3 separate regions of the Ovis aries genome follow, and regions 1 and 3 are each linked to region 2. Evidence: chromatin contacts called from public Hi-C data. All regions are on one chromosome and are shown on one strand. The core of a region is the stretch at or near the end of the contact, and the rest is flanking DNA. Distances in the headings are between cores, read along the strand shown.

Region 1 (3,154 bases), core at 586-3,085, 250 kb before region 2:
GGATTTACAACAATTCTCTCTTGCCTAACACACACACACACAGACATAAACAAACACACTATATACAGGCCAACTGAGCAGAGGCAGCCCCAAATAATTATGTTCTCTACACGTTTCCAAACAGCTCCCAGTACAGCTACTCATACGGTAACAGCCAAAAGGAATCTATGAGACAGTCAAAATAGGAACATGGTTTGGTTTTTAAAAATGCAATAATCAGGCATTGAGGGTGTCCTTAATGAGGGCAACATGCTTGCTTCATCTCTGCCTCTTACTTCCTTTCCAAGTGCTCTTTGAATTCTCTCTCCATACTCTCCACCCTCTTCTTGGAAAGGGCCAGTCCACCATGAACCCTGGAGATGAAGCCTCTGCTAGACCAATCAGGCCTGTGTGTTTCAACCTGGCCATACAAGTAGGGAGCCAGTTTTCATGGACACCTATCTCAGTCTTTTGGGAACCACCGAACTCTGTTACCAGAACTGTGTAGGCAGACAGATGTCCACCTGGCAAGAGGCAGATCATCAGTGGAACCAACAGGAACTAGGCTAACAGGAGGCAGATGTGAGGGCTGCCTACAGGCTGTCAGCAGTCTTGTGCTGTGATCCTGGAAAGTTGCTGAATCAGGTTCTGGGAATTCCAGGTCCTGGGTTTTAGCATTTCTCCTACCCAGACCTGTTTTCTATAGTCTGATGTTAAAACAGACAAAATAAGGCAGCAGTTTTCAGCATTACCCTCCCAACCTCCGGCTTTATTAAGCCCCAGGTATAGCCTTCTCTTAGGAAGTTCATGGCATGTAATTTACACCTAATATATACAAATCTACTGAGATGCCAGTGCTGTTTTCAAAACGACAGAATAAAACTAAACTACCAAAATTGAAAACAGTTGACGCTTTTGACTGCTTAAAAAGTGTTGATACCGATCTTTTATCTCTAGGTTTCAAGTTACTCTAAGAAAGAGAACATAAACTGGCATTCCCATTGGGACTAGCAAAGGAAAGTGATTTAGGAGATGGACTCAACGTGAACTGCTCCATGCGCCCCCTGCTGGCCCCACAGTAGCACTGCTCCAATAAAACCCCACAGGATTTCATTAGGGATGTTCATGTAAGAGTAGTGTGTCAGAATCCAGAATGAGAGTATTTGCATATAGCAGCCCAGCCAGTAAGGGAATAGGTTAATTAGCCCAAGGCAGCTCTAGGGAAGGAAAAAATAGCAGCATAAAAGTCCTTTCAAAGCCAAGCAAAATGTCAAACACGTTTGCAAAGAGGTCCATTAGCAATGCAAATGTGAAATTGCTGCACAATGGAACACACCATACACAAAACTAGAAAACTCCTCTGAAGGTACTTTTTAAAACAGAACTCAGCTTCAGTGAATCTGAAAAAAACAATGCTGACTTGGTTCTTAGCAGTGCCTTGGTTTATATACACTGTTTTTTTGTTTGTTTTGAGAGACACTGGGAGGCTTTGTTGGCCTTAAAGATCTCATTATAGATTCCATGGCTGGTTTTTCTGCTAATGGACCACTAAAACATATCGGCCTTAACACACAAATTCAAATGCACTCTTCTGAAAAGTGGTCCATTGATAAACATCTTTTCCAGATAATAACTGACACTAAGTCAAGGATACAAAGATTAACTGGAGCAACCCTGGGGCCAGACTGATATAAATTTCGGCTCACCCTCCTACATTTAGAAGGACCATGTTTCCTATTTACCAGTGCAGCTACAGACGTGGGTCACTGTAATTCTGGGGCACGTGTCCCTGTTCTGCGCTTCATTGGCTCTCTGTGCTGTCCGTATCTCTCAGCAGGGGAAGTCATTGTGAGAGTAGGGACTGTGTCTAGCTATATTTTCAGTGAGCCACGAGAGGGCACCACAGGACGCCACTGTGTCCCTGGTACATTGGATGATGGTTCACGGGATGAAAAAAAAAAAAAAAAAAACAGAGATAAAACTATGAAGGTAGAAAGTACAGGAGGGAAAAGGGAGAGAGAGAGAGAGAGAGAGACTAGGAAAGAAGAGAAGAAAGGAGAGTGGATGTCTGCTTTTAGGGCTTCTTTCTAGCTGCAGACAAATGGGCTTCATGTCCCTAATTGCCTTTTCAGTGCTGAAACACACCAATGGTTCGTTCACCTGAGTCCCCCAGACAAGGCGTGTGCCTCCGGATGCACCTGCCGCAACAGAAACATGGGGCTGAGCACGATTATATAACTGCAAAGTTACCAAAGAGCCACACAGGCAGATCATGTTTAAACATTATTATTAGGAAAGGGGAAGTGAACAGGGGTCAATAGATGGATCAAGACAAATTTATATAGGGTTTACTACGTATGATTTGCCTGTTAATCACTGTTCTGAATAGAGTCATCTTAAGCATCTTCACATCTACATTTATATATATCTCTCTCTCTCCATCAGTATCTTAAAATTTAGCTCAGTGGCATATGGCCTTGCTATTCCAAGTGTGGTCCTCAGACCAGCTCCCCCAGCAGCTTTAGAAATGCAGAGACTCAGGTCCTATCCAAAGCTCCTGATTCAGAGTCTCTGCATTTTAACAAAGTCCCCAGATGATTCACATGCACAGCAAGGGGTAAGAAACTCAGCCTGTACACCTAAGCTCCTAAGTAGACATCTCAGCCTCTTTCTAATGGAGTAAGTGCTGGGGAACCAAACTAGGTTCTGTGAGCAGACAGAACTGATGGCGCCTTGGAGACAAGCAGCTAATGTTTAGGGTTATTCCCCTAGTGGCTCAAACAGTAAAGAATCCGCCTGCAACGCAGGAGACCTGGGTTCGATCCCTGGGTCGGAAAGATCCCCTGGAGAAGGGAATCGCAACCCACTCCAGTATTCTTGCCTGGGAAATCCCATGGACAGAGGAGCTTGGTGGTCTATAGTCCACGGGGTTGCTAAAGAGTCGGAAACGACTAGCACATACAGGAATATTTAGGGATAACTCAGCTGTTTCCTTTGAGGTCACCTAAACTTGATACAGTTCTAAGTAACAGATGCTCCTTTTCTTCTGGTTCTTTCTGTCTTCGAAAACTCTAAACACTTTAAAAAGACTATTATTGTAAATTATACCTATGATTCAGTCATCTCTGGGAGGAAAAGCAACCTTTAATAAAGGAAGACACTTCTGTCTTTGCTA
Region 2 (3,248 bases), core at 297-2,796:
ATGCTTTACAAGTTCAATCACCTCTAAGTTATGAATCAGGCAGGAACTTTAATCATCCCCAAGCGCACAGGCTGAAACGGGTTAAATGTCAGCACTCACCAAGCCAGCCAAAGCCAAACCTGGAAACTGAAGTCATGTCCTTTGATTCGTAGAAAATGACCCAGCTGTTAGGGCCCGTTGCTTAGCGGCCTCACTGCAAACTCTCAATACAATTTGGAATGCATGTTATCTAGGCCAGGTGAGGTAAGATGAAGGAAAACAACAAAGCCAGCCTTGTTCTGGAAATTATTACAGGTAGTCACCAAAAAAAAAAAAAAAAAATCAAGGGGGGAAAAATGGCAAAAGCTCCATCAAAATGCTAAAATAAAAATGAAATTCTTAATATTGACATCTTCACTCTAATGAGACACCTAGAGTGAATTACTCAGTGCCAGAATTGATACTATACTGAGAGTGAGGGAAAAAAAAAACGAGACTGCAGGATATGGGATAAGAAGTGGAACCCAGAGTCTCCTCAGGGATTTTCGAGTTTATTCTTCCAGGAACACTGCTAACACCCATCTTTTTTCCGTTCTGACCTTCTAACAGGATGCAATCCCTGAGCCAGCCAGACACTTAAAATCTATTTGTTTCAGTAACTCAGAGGAGAAATGTAACTAGAAGATTTTTTGCAAGTGGAATCTATTTGGCAAGAGGAATCTGTTTCTATGAGAAAATTCTCATGCATTTCAAGAGCGAGGGTTCTCAAATCGTAAATCTTGAAGTTTTCAAAATTCATGCCAAGGGAATGAATATTACCCCCACGCTAAACTATCCTTGGTGAGCTAAGCATAAGCAACAAAGCATGTGCCCCAATATCTATTTTTCTGATCTCAGAGGAAGGTGAAACAGAGCTGTCCAGACCCAAATTGCCTGTCACAGGATCCTTCCCTAAGGTGCCTCCCCTTAGGCCCCGGGGGTTTCTGCTCAAGCTTTTCCACCCCTACCCTGAAGACATTAACACCAGTGAGGCATCATATTGTTTCAAAATGAATATTCATCATTGTTTTGCCTCCTAAAAAGTTTCCTTTAAACCTTTTCATTTTTAAATAGAGGAGTCAAAAGCTGTACTTGCCTTTAAATTCCAGCGTCAGCTAGCAGCCAACCTTCTGATCTGGGAGACAAGATAAGGTAACTCCCCTATTTTTAAAAGCTTATTTTGTTTCATGTGCAGGCCTGCCGTAAAAATCGCTGAAATCGCAGGCCGGGTTTTATACTCCACTATGACTGTGGGCAAAAACCCTGTAACTGAGTCTCAGTTACTTGTGTATGAAGTAGGAATTCTTATCACAGAATATAATAATAATTATGATCATAAAGTGGTTGGCACATTGTTATCTCAAAGGCTAAACCACGCCTAGAAAGGACACAGTGGTTCCCAAGTGTAGCTAAATGCGGCCCAGGGCTGATCCAGCCACATTTGCTAAGGGCCAGAATTGCTGAGGACCTAGGAGCCTGATTCTTACCGGTTTCTCCAAGCTGGTGGCCTTGGGCCATGGAGCCAGGCGCCCCCTAAAGGCAGGCTTGGGATTAGTCCTTCTCTGTTACTCTTTTTCTCTGGCCCTTCGCCTGCCTGACAGCATCTCAGCCCTTCCTCAATCCACTCCTCTCCTCCCCACTCCCTGGTCCAAGAAACCCAGAGATACCATGCCGTTCCTCACTGCGCCCCGCCTCCCAGTCTCCACCCTCCCTCCTGGAGCAGTGTAGACACAAATTCAACATGCACTGGGTGGGAAACCCAAAAGCCCGTGTGACTAGCTTTACTGCAATATTTGCTTACAGACCCAATCTGCAGAATCTCTGAGGCCGGCCTGTAATGGATTTTTCATGGGGAAACCTCCAACAGCCCCTGCATTTGAGTTTACACAGCCTTGAGCCCCTGGCAGCCAAGGGCCTCATTTAAAACAAATTTCCCACAAGGAGAGGCACGTTGTAAGAAGGGCAGAGAGGACCCAGGAGAAAGAGAAAGGGCCCCACCCCACCGTAAATGGGGGAGGAAAGTGAAAGTGAAGTCGCTCAGTCTTGTCTGACTCTTTACGACCTGTGGACTGGAGCCCATCAGGCTCCTCCCTCCGTGGAATTCTCCAGGCAAGAATACTGGAGTGGGTTGCCATTTCCTTCATCCAGGGGATCTTCCTGGCCCAGGGATCGAACCCGGGTCTAGATTCAGGCTTCTTGAGGCGGCCTGAGCTTGACTTTTTTTTCTTTTTTGACCATGCCACATGGGGCAGTCTTAGTTCCCCAACCAGGGATCAACCCCATGTCCCTCTGCATTGGAAACACACAGTCTTAACCACTGGACCACCAGGGAAATCCCTGAGCTGAATCATACAAATCAAATATCACCATTCTGCAAGGTTTGGAGAGGCAGGAGAGGACAAAACCACAACAGAACAGGGAGGCTTCAACCAGAAGCGGGAGGCGTGGATGCTGAGTAGGGCTAACAAGCAGAGACGAAGCTGCAGAGAGGGAAAGAAACAAGCAGACTGAGGCAGGAGGCGGGGGAAGGGGAGGGCACCCCGAGGTGAGATTCATGGAAGGCAATGCAGGGGACGCTTGCAGGCAGTACCCTGGGAGCTCTCAGGTGGCATCAGGGATGCAGGCTGGGACTCGAACAGTTCTGTCGGCTCTGCCAGGATTATGCAGCTGAGCATCTGGAGGCACTTCCCTGGAAGCATCAGGACCTGGTGGGAAGGGCCACAGAAGCCAGACGCACAAACCAGGCAGCTCCCTGTCCGGTCCTGTCCCAGAAGAAGACCCTGTGGACAGGAGATCAGTCAAGGGTCTTTGATCAGGTCTGAACACAGCAAGCGGACCATGGGGAACAGCTGCAGGCACTTCCCTCAACAGAGAAAGAAGAGTTGGATCACAAAAATGCTTCACTCTTGGGTTTTTGGAAGAGGTGGATTCGGGGAAGCCCAGCTGTTCCAGGTGGGACTCAGGTCGGGCACACGTGATCCTACATCCACACACGTGTATGTATCATACAACGTACTGCGTCGGGAGAGAGAAAACCACACTAATTATAGACATTAGGAAGCAAATCAAGGAGTGAAAAATTATCCAAATTACTTTAATGGTGTAAGAGTAGTACAGATTAGAGTCATTTACAGAAAAACCGCTTCCACTAATGCCCCAAGACCATGCGGTACAATACCAATGAAATGGATCACGAGCTGCCTGGGCGATCAACTCGCCTGTGTAAGTTA
Region 3 (3,120 bases), core at 229-2,728, 140 kb after region 2:
TATAGACCATGCCTATGAACGAGGTAAGTCGTAACTTGCTATAGCTATATCATTGATATGGCTTCCCTGGTGGCCCAGCAGTAAAGAATCCGCCTGCCAATGCAGGAGATGCAGGTTCGATCCCTGGGTTGGGAAGATCCCCCGGAGAAGGAAATGGCAACCCACTTCAGTATTCTTGCCTGGGAAATCCCATGGACTGAGGAGCCTGGTGGGCTACAGTCTATGGGGGTCACAAGGATTCAGGCACAACTTAGCAGGTAAACAACAAAAACATCCTATTGATAAAATAGCTAGAACCTAAAATAACTGTAATCTAGGTTTTATTAAAAAAAAAAACAAAAAACCTAATGACTATAAAAGTACAACATGAAAGATACTGTTTCCCTGCTCACGTTTAGCTATCAGTTGTGAGGACTGTAATGAGGCCATTATTTATGCAACATGTTTAGCTGATACTTATAAGCTTCCTTTAAATGTGATCCTAGGACATGTCAGCTGCTTAAAACTCAAGGTGACTCTGTACTACTTTGTCAGTAATACAATACAAACATTCCTATAACCCTTAATGCACTGTACTATGTACTACAAAAACCTAGATCTCTTCTCAATAAGCTTCACGTACTGACTGAGAGACAGGACTGTTTGCTGCCTGATTTTTTCATAATAAAATTCTTGAGACATTCTCGTTTTAACACATGACTCTTTAAACACTGCAGGTTAAAAAAAAATTGCATATGTATTAACTGCATGTGCAATTAAGCTACTTCCCCAAAAATGTCAGTGTGAGAACTTTCTGCCTAAAATGGATAATACCCCTAAGAGAGAAACTAGCAATAAGACATTGCACCCCTTTCAATGGAGTTGATACTTATAGACCTCATGAGGCTTCCCTCTGCACATAATTATTCTATTTCCTTTTAAAAGACACCTCCCTAACCCACAGCCCATAAAATATAAAGTACCCAGTTCCATATTTTACAAAAGGACAGAACGTGTGTGATAACTTCCCCCCTCCCCTGCCTTGCACCCCAGTAGGACTTTACTGATCCCCCTTCCTGAGTCACCGTACTTCAATCATTCAGGTGTGTGTGTGTGTGCGTTTTCACTCAGACCACAAATAACTTCACTTACGCCTGCAACTCAGCAGTTCATCCTACAGTAGAAAAACAACACACAGGGATCCTGTGTCAGGAATCGAGGCAGACTAACATAAAATCCAGAAAAATAAATAAAAGGCCCTTTGGCTTTCAGGGCTGCAAATGTCCACAGTGTTGGTCCAAAGACCAAGGTACAGGGATATTTACTTACTCCTCGTCACTTATGGTTAAGGAGCAACCATCACCAAACAAGAACGTTACAATCACCCTGTCAAGACAAGTCACATGCTCACAGTGATAGCTTATGTTCATGGATCATAAACTATACACCAGGTTACTATTCTGCCCAGTGTACAAATATTACATCATTCCAACCTCACAGCAGCCCTAGTTCTCATATGATCTCCATCTTACACATGAAGAGACTGTGGCCCAGGAAGGTTACAGGACTGCCCCGGGTCATAGCGGCAGTTCTACATCTTAAATTCAGACAGGCTGGTTCCAGAGCCTCGCGTCCTTATTTTAAATACCATGGAATTTATATAGAACTTAAAAAACTGGACCTTAGAAGCAGGGTGTCAGGGGTGAGGAGCAAGCTCTTTATTTAAAGAAATCTAGTGAATCAGTTTCAAAATGAACATTCTGATAAAGCAAGGATTAGCCTCTTAAATATGAGCTGAAAATCCAAATTTCTGTATGTAAGGTTGGATAAAAGTGGTTGGTGCATCTTATCAGGGAAAGAAACAGAACATGACTTGGGAAGAGCTGCCCAGAGACCACCAGATCCAGCCCACGCCACAGCAGTGGAACGTCAGTGTGACTCCAAGAGACCATTCCGGTTCCTTTGGATTCAGTGGGTCTAGGGTGGAGTCCCGGTTCTATTTTTTTCTTTTTTTTCTAACCTCTCCTGGAGATTCTGGTGTCCCGCCAGGCTCGAGAACCTCTGAACTAGTCTATTTCCACAGCTTGGAGCAGGACTACTCCCAAGGCAAACAGAAAAAGGGGATCGATTTCACAATCTCCTCTGGTTGCGAATACCAGTGTTCCCAAGCCCTTATTGCCCCAATTTCAAACTAACTTCCCCTGCTCTCCTGATTCTAGGCAGGCAGTCTTCCTTTCAACAGAGAACCATGAGTCATCAACCCTGCATCCACCCTGTGTCTGCATGACTCTCCAGGTCAGAAAAATTTACTGTACATGAAGAAAGCAGGAAGTTGTCAAATCCCAAACAGACACCGAGAAATTCAAGATCCAACCAACATGGGTTGCTACCGAACCAACAAGCTATCTCCCTGCACTGCGGTCACACAACAACCACAACCTAAAACATGGAGACAGTGACTTAAGGTAACCGTTTGGTAACAAAACTTGCCCATCAGCTCCAAGCACAGGTGACAATTAAAATGATCAGGCTCAACCCCAGCACACAATAATGAACCATCGGCAAGGCAGAGGCAGACTACATCATTAACCAAATAAATCAAAAAGGAGGATACCTTAATCCAAGTTTAAAAAAAAAAAAAACCTCTGCGATTTCTCAATTTCCCACACAGTAGTTTGCAAAGGCAATTATCTTCAACAGTCTGTAAAGTGCTGAAGTACGACTAGTAGGCGATTTTCCAAGGCCAGACTTTATCCTCAGATAGAAACCAGAGAGCATGGCAAAACTCTTACCTGATGGGTGTCGGACTCCGGACTCCCCCGAAGCAGCCGTGGAGGAGGAGACTGCTGTCCAAAGACGACAGACAAATCTGCAGCTTGAATGGAACAGCTCGGTGATTTGCAGCCAGATCCTCCTGCAGTGGTCCAGGGGGTGCAGAAGAGGAAATCCAAAATGAGAAACAGCATGAATGGCTTTAAAAAATAATAATAATTCCACCTGGAGACACCATGCAGGGAAATCTAAACTTCAAGAACGTCAAATTTTGCATCGTTTTATGAGAATTACACAGGCACCAGCCAGCTCGAAAGGCAGGTCTGGTTTGATTCAACAGGGCTCGGAGGGAGGCCAACACACAAAAAG

Evidence for each region. Hi-C and Micro-C count contacts between places; a contact is called where the count stands out from the background.
Region 1: a contact with region 2 is called in a Hi-C map of liver, with 4 times the contacts expected there. The contact joins two enhancer-like sites. A contact is called at or near these places in 3 of 16 Hi-C or Micro-C datasets (hypothalamus, liver and tail adipose tissue).
Region 3: a Hi-C map of liver shows a contact between it and region 2, with 3 times the contacts expected there. The contact joins two enhancer-like sites. A contact is called at or near these places in 4 of 16 Hi-C or Micro-C datasets (liver, mixed tissues, muscle and 1 more).

What each region holds. Positions count from the first base shown.
Region 1 is chr20:39,995,797-39,998,950 of ARS-UI_Ramb_v3.0, reverse strand. All of the region lies in intron 8 of ATXN1 (ataxin 1), which reads right to left. Among named protein-coding and RNA genes, the nearest start is that of GMPR, 87 kb to the left of the region's middle. Within about 2 kb of position 1,835, at least 11 of the 54 cell types and tissues checked have an H3K27ac peak or open chromatin away from gene starts, as enhancers often do. A contact at or near this core is called in liver, where this site is marked.
Region 2 is chr20:39,748,404-39,751,651 of ARS-UI_Ramb_v3.0, reverse strand. All of the region lies in intron 5 of ATXN1 (ataxin 1), which reads right to left. Among named protein-coding and RNA genes, the nearest start is that of ATXN1, 160 kb to the right of the region's middle. Within about 2 kb of position 1,546, at least 18 of the 54 cell types and tissues checked have an H3K27ac peak or open chromatin away from gene starts, as enhancers often do. A contact at or near this core is called in liver, where this site is marked.
Region 3 is chr20:39,607,134-39,610,253 of ARS-UI_Ramb_v3.0, reverse strand. It overlaps ATXN1 (ataxin 1), which reads right to left. Exons shown (of 11, transcript XM_060403504.1): 3 at 2,772-2,893. Among named protein-coding and RNA genes, the nearest start is that of ATXN1, 17 kb to the right of the region's middle. Within about 2 kb of position 1,478, at least 20 of the 54 cell types and tissues checked have an H3K27ac peak or open chromatin away from gene starts, as enhancers often do. A contact at or near this core is called in liver, where this site is marked.